2 separate regions of the Mus musculus genome follow, and region 1 is linked to region 2. A link is a contact called in public Hi-C data. All regions are on one chromosome and are shown on one strand. The core of a region is the stretch at or near the end of the contact, and the rest is flanking DNA. Distances in the headings are between cores, read along the strand shown. Region 1 has its middle 40 kb from the start of Dapp1. Region 2 holds the start of Dapp1 (dual adaptor for phosphotyrosine and 3-phosphoinositides 1).

What was found. Hi-C and Micro-C count contacts between places; a contact is called where the count stands out from the background.
Region 1: a contact with region 2 is called in a Hi-C map of the G1E-ER4 cell line, with 2.1 times the contacts expected there. The contact joins the enhancer-like site here to the promoter of Dapp1 in region 2. A contact is called at or near these places in 1 of 39 promoter capture datasets (frontonasal cranial neural crest), 2 of 15 datasets of contacts at CTCF or cohesin (CD8 T cells and the NIH/3T3 cell line), 8 of 484 Hi-C or Micro-C datasets (the G1E-ER4 cell line, the HPC-7 cell line, bone marrow-derived macrophages and 4 more) and 3 of 115 datasets of contacts at active chromatin or transcription factors (embryonic stem cells, microglia and neural progenitor cells).

What each region holds. Positions count from the first base shown.
Region 1 is chr3:138,018,645-138,023,851 of GRCm38.p6, forward strand. No RefSeq gene overlaps it. Among named protein-coding and RNA genes, the nearest start is that of Dapp1, 40 kb to the left of the region's middle. Within about 2 kb of position 3,512, at least 8 of the 459 cell types and tissues checked have an H3K27ac peak or open chromatin away from gene starts, as enhancers often do. A contact at or near this core is called in the G1E-ER4 cell line and the HPC-7 cell line, where this site is marked.
Region 2 is chr3:137,977,795-137,983,169 of GRCm38.p6, forward strand. Dapp1 (dual adaptor for phosphotyrosine and 3-phosphoinositides 1) reads right to left here and starts at 3,755. Exons shown (of 9, transcript NM_011932.3): 1 at 3,525-3,755. The coding sequence starts at 3,625. The region is part of intron 2 of Gm19708 (a long non-coding RNA gene); the gene reads left to right.

The DNA of each region.
Region 1 (5,207 bases), core at 2,262-4,761, 41 kb after region 2:
TTTTTAATTACTTTGTTAGCAGAGGAGATTTTAAGATAGCCTAGTACTGGCTCTGTCGTGTGGTTACTAGGAATCACTCATATACGGGTCTACAGTGAAAATGAGCAAGCATAGAAAAAAGAAATATGGAATATACAGTTTGGGACGAAAAGAAAAAAAAGCATCAAAAAATGTAACCTTGAAGCCAAGGCTAGTGCTGAAAGAGATAAGGAAAAGTCTGGTGGAAAGCAGAAGAGAGGAGGCACAGCTCCCTTCCGCGCTGGATTGATCTTCTGGAAACGTTCACAGTTACGGTGAGTTCCTGAGCACAATGGCCATGCCATGTCCAGAAGCTAGGATGTCGCAGCACCCTTCCTCATCCTTTGGCTTTTATAACCTTTCTGTCCTGTCTTCCACGATATTCTCTGAATATTAGATGGGTGGGGTGGGTGGATATTTGTATTCCATTTAGGGCTCAAAAGTCATTTATTCTCAGTACTTTGGCCAGATATGGGTCTGCATTAAATGTTGCTCACTGCAATAAAGAAAAATCTTTGACCAAGGTTGAAAGTTTCGAGAATCTATGATAATAACATAAATATTTGAAAGGGAGTTTGGCAATATGAGAAAAACAACAATTCCTTTCTAGGGCCTATGGTCCCTTCATACTCCTTTTTCATCAGATTTATAGTATAGTTATGAATTCCCTTCTATGGAGTGGCCTCAAATTTGACCAGAAAGCAGTTGGTTGCTGCCATCACAGTCACGCCACTATTACACCACCAGGTTCATCTTGCCTGACACTAACAGAGTCAGTGTCTTCTGATGGTTTTCCTTTGTCTTCAAGATGACAGGAAGATGAAAAGGGCACAAATGTTGTGTCTTTACAAGACAGAGGACAGACAGCTCTCTAAAGCCATTGTTAATGCCAGTCATAAAGGCAGAACCCTCACAGAGAATCACTGCCCAGAGGTCTCATCTCTTATTACCCTTCTATGGAGGAATAAATTTCACTGTGAGTTTTGAAGGGACACAAATGTCAGATCATAACAAATGGTAAAAATAAGCTTGCTGATAAAGTATTAGGGAGTTTTAGTGGCGTATACTTTACTATGTGTATGCATCTAAAGAAAAGTACCTAAATGTTATAGTATGAAAAGTCTCCTGAGTGAGAATACTTTCATGAAGCCAAATGTTTACAATAAGAAACAGATCAGGAGTGCAGGGATCTCTTTTAACCCTTCCTTCTGTCCCCATCTGAGAGCCAGTCTTAACTGTGACCCTGGTGGTATTTAGAATCTCCCAGGAGACTACCTGAGGGCCTGCCTGGGAGGCATTTCCAGAGGGAGATAGGAAGAGGCCTGGTGGGCACCAGAATCCACGTGTTTCCGATTCCTGACTGCAAACACAATGCTACCCTTGACTACACAGCTTGTCTTGTAACTTCCCCACCCTGATGAGCTGTACCTGTGAGCCACAATCCACCCTTCCTTACCTAGGTTTCTTTTATATGGTATTTGTTAGAGAAATGAGTAAGCTCATATACCATCCATTTCCCAAAGTCAACCAATATTTACTCTTCTCAGATCTTAGAAGTTAGCTAATTTTTCGTTTTGTGGAAATGGGATTATAAGATAATTCCTTCCTGTATGGCTTCTTTACTTAGTATATTTACTGTTGTTTCTGTATAAGAGTCTATTGCATACAGTCTACAATTTACCTATTCTACTATTGATGGACATTTTGGCAATCTTCCAGATTTTGGGACATGCATACATATTTGTTTGTAACGGTACAGCTGAATCAAATGATGTTCATGAGATATAGAGGCTTAGCTATAACAGAATACTAAATGCCCCCTTGAGTACTTGTACCAGAAGTTCCTGAAATACTTCTACCTGTTTTTTTCTACAATCTTGTCGGCACTTGGTATTGCCTGTCACATTTTAGTCATTATAAATGTATTAATAGAATCATGATTCAAATTGATAGCTTCCTGAAGAAATTCTATTTCTTTCCATATGTTTATTAACCATTTACATACTGGCAGGAAGTGCCTATATTATTATTATTATTAAAACTTAATTTTCTTAAATTAAAAAAATTGGCATTGCTTTAAAGTTCCACTATGGAATTGAAAGGAAGTCACTTAAATAACTTGTTCCAATTAAAGTCATTTAATTTTGGTTATCTTTCCCACTTAATACAGATGTCGGAAGGCCATTGGGTACAGTCAGGTTGGTTTTAAAGCAAAGCTGTGTACTAAGCATGATCTTTGATGATGATTTTTTAGCTTCGCCTGATGTTTTTTGTCCACTCCCTTCTCTGTGTTATCCAGGAGCGCCCTCTTTTTCTGCGTCCTGGGCATTGGAAGATAGAACAGAAACAAGTAACTGGACAGCATCGTTTTTAGGATTTTCTGTGTACTTCCGTTATACGACCACATTTGTGAATCTTTAATGAGCGAAGGTGGACATAGAGCTGAATTCAAAATAGGTCAGAAAGAGAGTTAAGTAGGCTGGGAAGATATCCCAGCTATCAGATAAGAGTACTTGCTGCTCTTACAGAAGACCCAAGTTTGTTTCCAAGAACCTATATTAGGTGGATCAAATGCCCTATTCTGGTCTCCACAGACACCAGCATGCACCAGCATACACAGATTCACACACAAACACATAAAACACATAAATAAAAAATAAAAATTAGCTAAGAGAGAGACAGAGACAGAGATTAACTGAATTGAGAATGAATTGAGTATGGATTTGAAACCAGAAAAAACTCAGCTCAGTATTGAAAACAAATACAGTGGGGAGAACTTAGAGTGCTGTGTGGAGGAGTCAGAGTCACCGGTGTGTGAGTTCAGTAGGAGGCTCCCAATGCAGGAATCTGAGAATGTTTTCTTTTTAAAAAAGCTTTACTTTTTACTTTTTGAAAGGAAACTACATTTTTTCTAAGTCAAAATGGAATGGAATAGGAGACAAGAGTCCACTTTCCCATTTAATTTGGTCTCCCCTCTATAGACAGTTTCTATGATGCCTCGTTAATGTTTCTCTGTACAAATGTTAATGACAGCAAACGTACCCAATAGTTTCTCACATTCCCAACTAAAATTAATAGTGATATTTAATATTCAACTTAAGTTATTTGAGGTGTATAAGAAATCCTTAAAATTTTATGAAATTTCCTTTATACAGTAGTATTGTACAGTGGTGTGTGTGTGTGTGTGTGTGTGTGTGTGTGTGTGTGTGTGTATCTGGAAAGGGATTGAGTAAACAGTTTGAAAAACAGTGTGGCATCTAAGGGGGAGAGAATCCGTGTGCTGAGTTAACGGAGCAGAAGCAAAATAACACCAGGTGTGAGTCTGTTTAAATCCACCAGGAAAGCGATATCTCGGGAGGATGTTGGATTTTCCACAGAGTGTGTATTGGATGTTGGTACCAATTTTCTTTAGCCCTTAAGGCCAATGTGGCATCAGTTGATATCTGAATTACACACTACTGCCTTCAACGATCAAGTAATCCTCAATTAATTATTAACTGTCATGCTGGAACATGAAGATAAAGTGTCCCCATGTCAGACAGAGAAGCTTAGCTATCTTCTGAAGGCAAATGAGAGTCATTAAAGGCTTTTGGAAACAGAAATGACACAAACAACCAAATTCCCAGAAGTTATCTATTGCTGAAAAGAAAAAAAATGCAGCTGTTTCAACAAGCATTTGCTCCTGAGGGGCCGGATGTGAGTATGGCTACTGGTGGATTTCAGCTTCTCAAGGGTTGAAACCAGATTGGGGACCCCAAGTTTGACAGTGGCCATTTGCCAGAGGCATCCCTCAGCTCCTTGCTGCAGAACCTTCTCTCAGTGCAAGACCTCATATGGCATCTGACCTCCCGCAGAGAGAGAAAGAAAGCAGGGTTTTGTCCTGTCTTTTCTAGAAGTGATACCCCATTGCACATGGTCCATGTTAATTATTTCAAGTGGGTTGCTATAGTGCTCCACACTCAAAGGGATGGATTTCCACAGGGTTAAGTATCAGCACGTAGGTATCACTGCAGTCTATTTTAGAGATTACTTCAAACTACCAGGCTGGAAGGAGCGAGGCCTTGCAATGGGTGGTTCCTTCGGGCAGGGAGCTAAGGAGATGGCATGGAAATGACGACCATTAGGATGGCCAGGATGAGCAAATGGATCAGATGGGAAGGATGAACAGAAGGAATGAGCCAAGCCTGGCAGGTTGTGATGATTGCCTGTGGAGTCATAGGACAGGAAGCATGGTGTGTGTGTCTGTGTGTGTGTGTGTGTGTGTGTGTGTGTGTGTGTGTGTCTGTGTGTGTAGATTTTGGAAGATCATCAAATAAATAAAAAGAGGTTTTTAGCACACTTAACAATACCCAGTCAGGGAAGAAAGAACCCTTTAGACTGTTGCCTGCTGGAGCTAATATGGGACCGAGCATGTGCACACTGGGTTCCGACAGACATGATTTAAATGACATCTCTATGTTCTTCCAGTCCTGCCCATGGTCAGTCTACCCCGAGTCTCAGTTACTCTTCCGTGAATGTGGAAGCTAATTTCTATGTCTCCTAATGATTTTTTAGGGTCACCTAAGACCTGATAACCCCTCCTTAACCTACATAAAAATTCCTAGAGCAGTGTCTGTGCTCGTACATAGTCTCAAAAGTATACAAATATCCTTTGCCAGTCTCTCTTTATAACCATCAAATAACCCCACTGCACCATGTCACTATGTTTACTTCAACAATTGCCATCGAGCTTTCATCTGTGTGACTTTATAGTCAACACCATTTCATCTGTGTAGGTTACTGTCTTAACTGTCATTCAAATATCCCCCCAAATAAAGGCCCCTAAAGCTTTAGATGTGCATGCTTCTAGTTACTCCTCTTCTCAACGTTAATATATCGTTTGTTTCTTTCTCCTTGACAGTTACTCTTGTCTGGTTCCAATCTCTCCTTAGGGTACTATTTTAATGTTTTCTTTTACTGTATAGATCAACAGAGCAGTAAGAAGGAAGACTGACTTACAGTCAGAGATCTGAGTTTGAACACTAACCTGCTTTGACTTTTTTCCTACTAATGAAGACTATCTTTGGTTCCCATACTGATTCCTGCTTCATATTCCTACACTGAGAATGACAGTCATGGAACTTGTCATCCTTCTCCTACTCCCAGTAGACAAGGAAAATTGTGAAGGAGCGGCCCATACCCGGTCATTG
Region 2 (5,375 bases), core at 2,505-5,004:
TGAGCCTCCCCTGCCTGGTTCCCTGGGCCTGCCCTGTTAGTCCTTACACCTCCACAACAAATAGGGCTTTGTTTTTCTTCTCCTTTGAGGCCCCCTGATGCACTGAAGAGGAAAATAAATGCTTTTGGATTGGTACTGCAAAGGGACTGAATGGCTTGATTGGGTCCAAGTCTCCCTTAGAGACTATGCAACACACGTTCTGCCAAAGTCCTGCGTTTTCTGGGATGGCCAGGGATGGGTGTACTGCAGCTCTGGGTCTGGCTCACAGCATCTACATATTCCAGAGCCTGAAGAAAAGTAGGTACCAAAGAACCAAGATTAATCCCCTATCTCTTTCTCTGTGTGTATGCCTCCACTAAATTATATCAGAGTAAAATATATAAGGCCTCTGGTTTCATCTCTGGCACCACACAAAACAAACCACTAACAACAGAAAAGAAATATCTGATGACTGGAATAACCCATTAAAATCATTGTAAAATTCAAGTCACTAAACCTAGACTTTATCTATCTTTATCTATCCGTTAACTAACTAACTAACTAAATAGAATTTTATGGAGCTTTGAAAAAAACTGGATTATTCTGGAGGCTTGGTATTGATCACGCCTCACCCAAGTGGATTAAAGGTTCAAAGATCAAGTTTCAGTTATGTTCGGAACGTTGGTCTTTGCCAACGTTCCTCTGCTATCTCCTATGGAAAGCCTATCACTGATGTGACAGGGGCAAGGGCCAGCTTCTGTTGGTGCTTAAATATTCAGTTTTACAGAATGGATGCTGAGTCCCCAGCAGTTTGAAATTTGCTTATTCCCTGGTAGATCAAATGGCTCAAACAAGACAATACTGAGAAGTAAGAGTTCTAGAAATCAAGGTTTTTGTAGGTTCCCCAAACAGCTAGATCACGGATTGTGTTTACCTGGTTTGTGCTCCTTACTGGTTTTCAAGGGAGGTGAAAATCTGCTACCACCGGCTACAGTGACAGTCGCGCTCTTCAAGTTTATCTTATGTAAAATGCACCTCAATGAAGTTATTATTGGCCACAGGCCCCAACCTCTCAACAGAATGCCACAACTCATTAGTGATTTTAAAATTTAGGGGCATGCCCTAAATTAAAATAAATGATAAAACTGTACCTAACCTAACCCGTCAGAGAATATACATTTTATACCTTGATTCTTAATTCCAGTCTTGCTTTAGAGGCACGTAGAGGAAGAAAACAAATGTTAGCTCAGAGACATCTCTCTCTCTCTCTCTCCCTCTCTCTCTCCCTCTTTCTCTCCCTCTCCCTCTCTCTCCCTCTCTCCCTCTTTCTCTCCCTCTCTCTCCCTCTTTCTCTCCCTCTTTCTCTCTCTCTCTCCCTCTCTCCCTCTCTCTCTCCCTTTCTCTCCCCCCTCTCCTTTCTTCCTTCCTTTCTTTTTCTCTTCCTCCCTCCCTCCCTCCCTCCCTCCCTCCCTTCCTTCCTTCCTTCCTTCCTTCCTTCCTTCCTTTCTTAGTTCATATGCCTAGGAAGTACTCAGTTGGTAGAGTGCTTGCCTTGAATCCTGGAAGCCCTGCATAAGTGGGGTGTGATGTTATACACCTCTTATCCCAGGCCTTGGGAGGTACAGTCAGGAATATCAAGAAATTCAAGTCATCCTTGAATTAGAGCCTAAGCTATATTAGGCCCTGTATCAAGTATAAAAACAAGAATAAAAATAAGCAAATAAAAAGTTCCTTAGTCTGTCTAGCATGTAGAGAGAGTTGAAACCCACACTATAGAGCAGTTTCTTCAACAACTGAAGTTTGCATTGTTTCTGAGACCAAGTTCTGACATTCAAGAAAATGTTCAGGTCTTCTGAACTAAAGAGATCTGGATACAAACGTACCATTTATTCCGTGATAATAATAATAAGGGTCCCCGGACTTAGTACCAGACGTCTATTCTTTGCCTGGGAAGGGAAGCCTGTGGTTTACCTGCACTGCCTGTCCCCAGACACATGGTCAGGTATGTTTGTGTCCTGAGTGTGCTGACAATTCCAAAGCTTAGATCCTGCTTTCAGGATAGGATTTGTTTAATTAAAGAGACAGAGTTGAATATTTTCTGGATCTTTCTTCTCCTTTGGGTATCTTAACTTCAGAGGCTGGAGAGTGCAAAAAACACAGGTACAAACCTTGGGAGCTGGCCAGTAAGGTCGGCTCTGAACTGCTTGATTCTGGGCTGGATGCTCCCAGAGAGGCCCTTATTCTGTTTTTTTTATTTGAAGAGAAACGTGGAGAGTTTTTGGAGCTCTGAAGACCTCATAAGGAGTTTCCCTTATTGAAAATCCTAGCTGTCAATACCAAATGGCAGTACAGGTCCTTGGCTTTAAATTTAAACAGAGAATTATTGAGAGCTGCTTTTAGACTTTTTATTAATTATCATTACATGTGTGCATGGTGTGTGTGTGTGTGTGTGTGTGTGTGTGTGTACCCGTCTGACATATCATCTGTGTGGAGGTCTGCCGAGTGGGTCCCAGGACTCAATCTCAGGCTTAGCCAGGCTTAGCCGCAAGCACCTCTACTTGCTGTGCCAGCATAGTGCCGTGAGAAATTTTACAGTAACACAATATAAAATGATACAATCTCTAGTGTAAACAGAAATTTCAACCCATTCTCAGAGGAGGATGGGGCCTCTGGCAGGTAGCTGTCTCAGCTTTGTTATTTCACTGATGTGACCGATAAGATGGGGTTTAAAACCCTTTCGTGTTTATTGCCATCCTATGCAAGGTGACAGTATGTCTTTATGTCATTGGGTGATGAGGAATTCCAGCCACTTAGGTAGACAACAGGTCCAGAGTCCTCTCTCTTGGGAAACACAAGCGTGTAGGTGCAAGGCTTTGTCTCCAAGGAAACCTCCTTTCTTGTCTGAGTAGCCCTTTTTTCTTTACTAAATGTCCGGATGAGCTGTGTCATCAGGGTCCCTTCTGATGAACTCTGATGATGTCACCTAACCTAAACCTGTCTATCTGAAGCCAGGCTGTTGTTATCTTGTGTCTAAAGGCTATGAAAGAGCTCCCATTGCTGTGTGAGAAGGAGGCACCGTAGAAACATGATTGTCGTACAAACTTCCTCATTCTTTTTCTTTTGAAAAAAAAAAAAAATCCCTCTTACTCACAGCCGTGTAGTCTTTCTGTTTATGGAACCAGTGACACAGTTCACTGCCAAGAGGTGCACTCAGAGTTCTTCCACCTCACTTTAATGATAAACTAGCCCAGTATCAAAGAAACAGACGATTGTATGCACACTCCCCAGCTGCTGAAGGATGCCCAAAAGTTGATTTTTTTTTTATCACATTCTCTCAGTGTAACTGTTCTCACTTTTAGAAAAATATCTTACACTTTTACAATGAATCAGCGCCCCCAGAAGGAAGTTCCTACAGGTCAATTAAACTGGCCAGGTAGACGACCATCAGGTGGCAGTGGGAAGAGACTCGAATCCTGGAAACACTGGTCAGAGCGGCGATTTTTCAAGGAACTGGGAAGTTGTACTCATCGAAAAAGCGCTCTTACCCCAAATCCTGGAGCAGGTCTGTGCCTCCATCTGCTCTGCCCCACAGCTCTGAGGGATCCTGGGTACTCATGTTCCCTCCTAGAAGTTCTGCTCTGCCCATAAGTTCCTTTGCTTCTGATGGCTGACTCCCCGCCAGGTGCTGTATGAAGAGAGAGATGGGATCGGCTGCTGCTGGACGCGCTGCTCCTCCTCGCTAAGGCAGGAGCCGGCTGGGGCTGAGTCTCTGGCTAGCAAGGAAGTGAAACTTGGTTGCTCCTCCCACACTGCCTCTGCCACCGTGGGCCTGAGGCATAGGCAGGGGTGTTCTGTCAGTCAGGAAGTGTGCTAACTAACCCCTCTGGCAGCAGAGCACCTCAGTCACCACAACGTATTGTCAAGTTAGATTTTGCCAAAGAAAACAGAAGGACCACCCGCCCAACCAGGATGGGGCGATTAGGTCAAACTCTTTCTAGGAGTCCAAACTGTAGCTTCTCCTTACCAGGGTTTGCCTGTAGTTTGGGGGGGGGGGCGGGGAGGGGGCTATGTGCACGCGCACACCCACCTCACACAGCGGCACAAGGAACACCGAGGAAGCTTCGACGTCAGATACATCTTCTGAAGGGGTTAAAAAAATTATAGGTAAACAACCAGTCCTGCTCTAACCTACTTTGTTTCTGGTACTGGCTCAGGATTTCTTTCCAATATTCCCTTGAGGTTTCTGTAGGGGAACACTTGTTTCTCTTATGGAAGAAGGTTTGGGGGCAGAGGCTGTCGCCAACATGCCCAAAGACCTGGGTTCCATCCCCGCACCCCATAAGATCCTGTAATCCCAGCACTCTAGAGGTAGGGGCAGAAAAGTCAGAAGTTCAAGGCTATCCTCATCTACTTGGTGAATTTGAGTCCAGCCTGGGCTATGTGAGTCCCTGTTTAAAAAACAAACAAGGCAAAGGACTGAGTAAGAAGGCAGAAGAAAGTTAAAGAACAGCATCTGTCGGGGGTGTACCCAGTAGGCTGAGCTACGCTGTCCGGGGGTGTACCCAGTAGGCTGAGCTACGCTGTCCGGGGGTGTACCCAGTAGGCTGAGCTACGCTGTCCGGGGGTGTACCCAGTAGGCTGAGCTACGCTGTCCGGGGTGTACCCAGTAGGCTGAGCTACGTACGCTGTTCGGGGTGTACCCAGTAGGCTGAGCTACGCTGTCCGGGGTGTACCCAGTAGGCTGAACTACCCTGGATGCAGTGGTGTTTAGACTCATAAAGAGGAAATTCCATCTGCCTGGATGTGTATCAGTGGATGGATAAAGAGCTCTCTCTCTGCATGTTCCCCCTCCAATATCCCAAGATGAACTAGGGTTCATCTGAGGGCTGTTCCATTTGGTATCCTAAAGAGACTGATAGAACGAAGACCTTGTTCTACACAGGCTGCCAATGTCTCCTTAGGAACCGTCCTCTCTTCTGTTTCCCAATGGTTCCTGGGACTCTGGCTTTCTCTGGTGAGAAAGTCCTCAGTGCCTAGAGGCAGTCCTGGGGAGAAGCAGCTCTGAGAACACACATATAACGAACCGGCACACACTGGCTGCTATAGTTCTCTCAGACAGAGGAATATAAAGTGTCGGGCAGTGGTGGCGCATGCCTTTAATTCCAGCACTTGGGAGTCAGAGGCAAGTGGATTTCTGAGTTCGAGGCCAGCCTGGTTTACAGAGTGAGTTCCAGGACAGCCAGGGCTATACAGATAAATAAATAAATAAATAAATAAATAAACAAACAAACAAACCAACCAAACTTAAAAAAAAGATAAAGTGCACGTCAACAGAAAGGGGGCAGGGAGGGCTCCAAATCACTGGGCAAGCCATGCAACAGGTCCCCTGCTCCTTC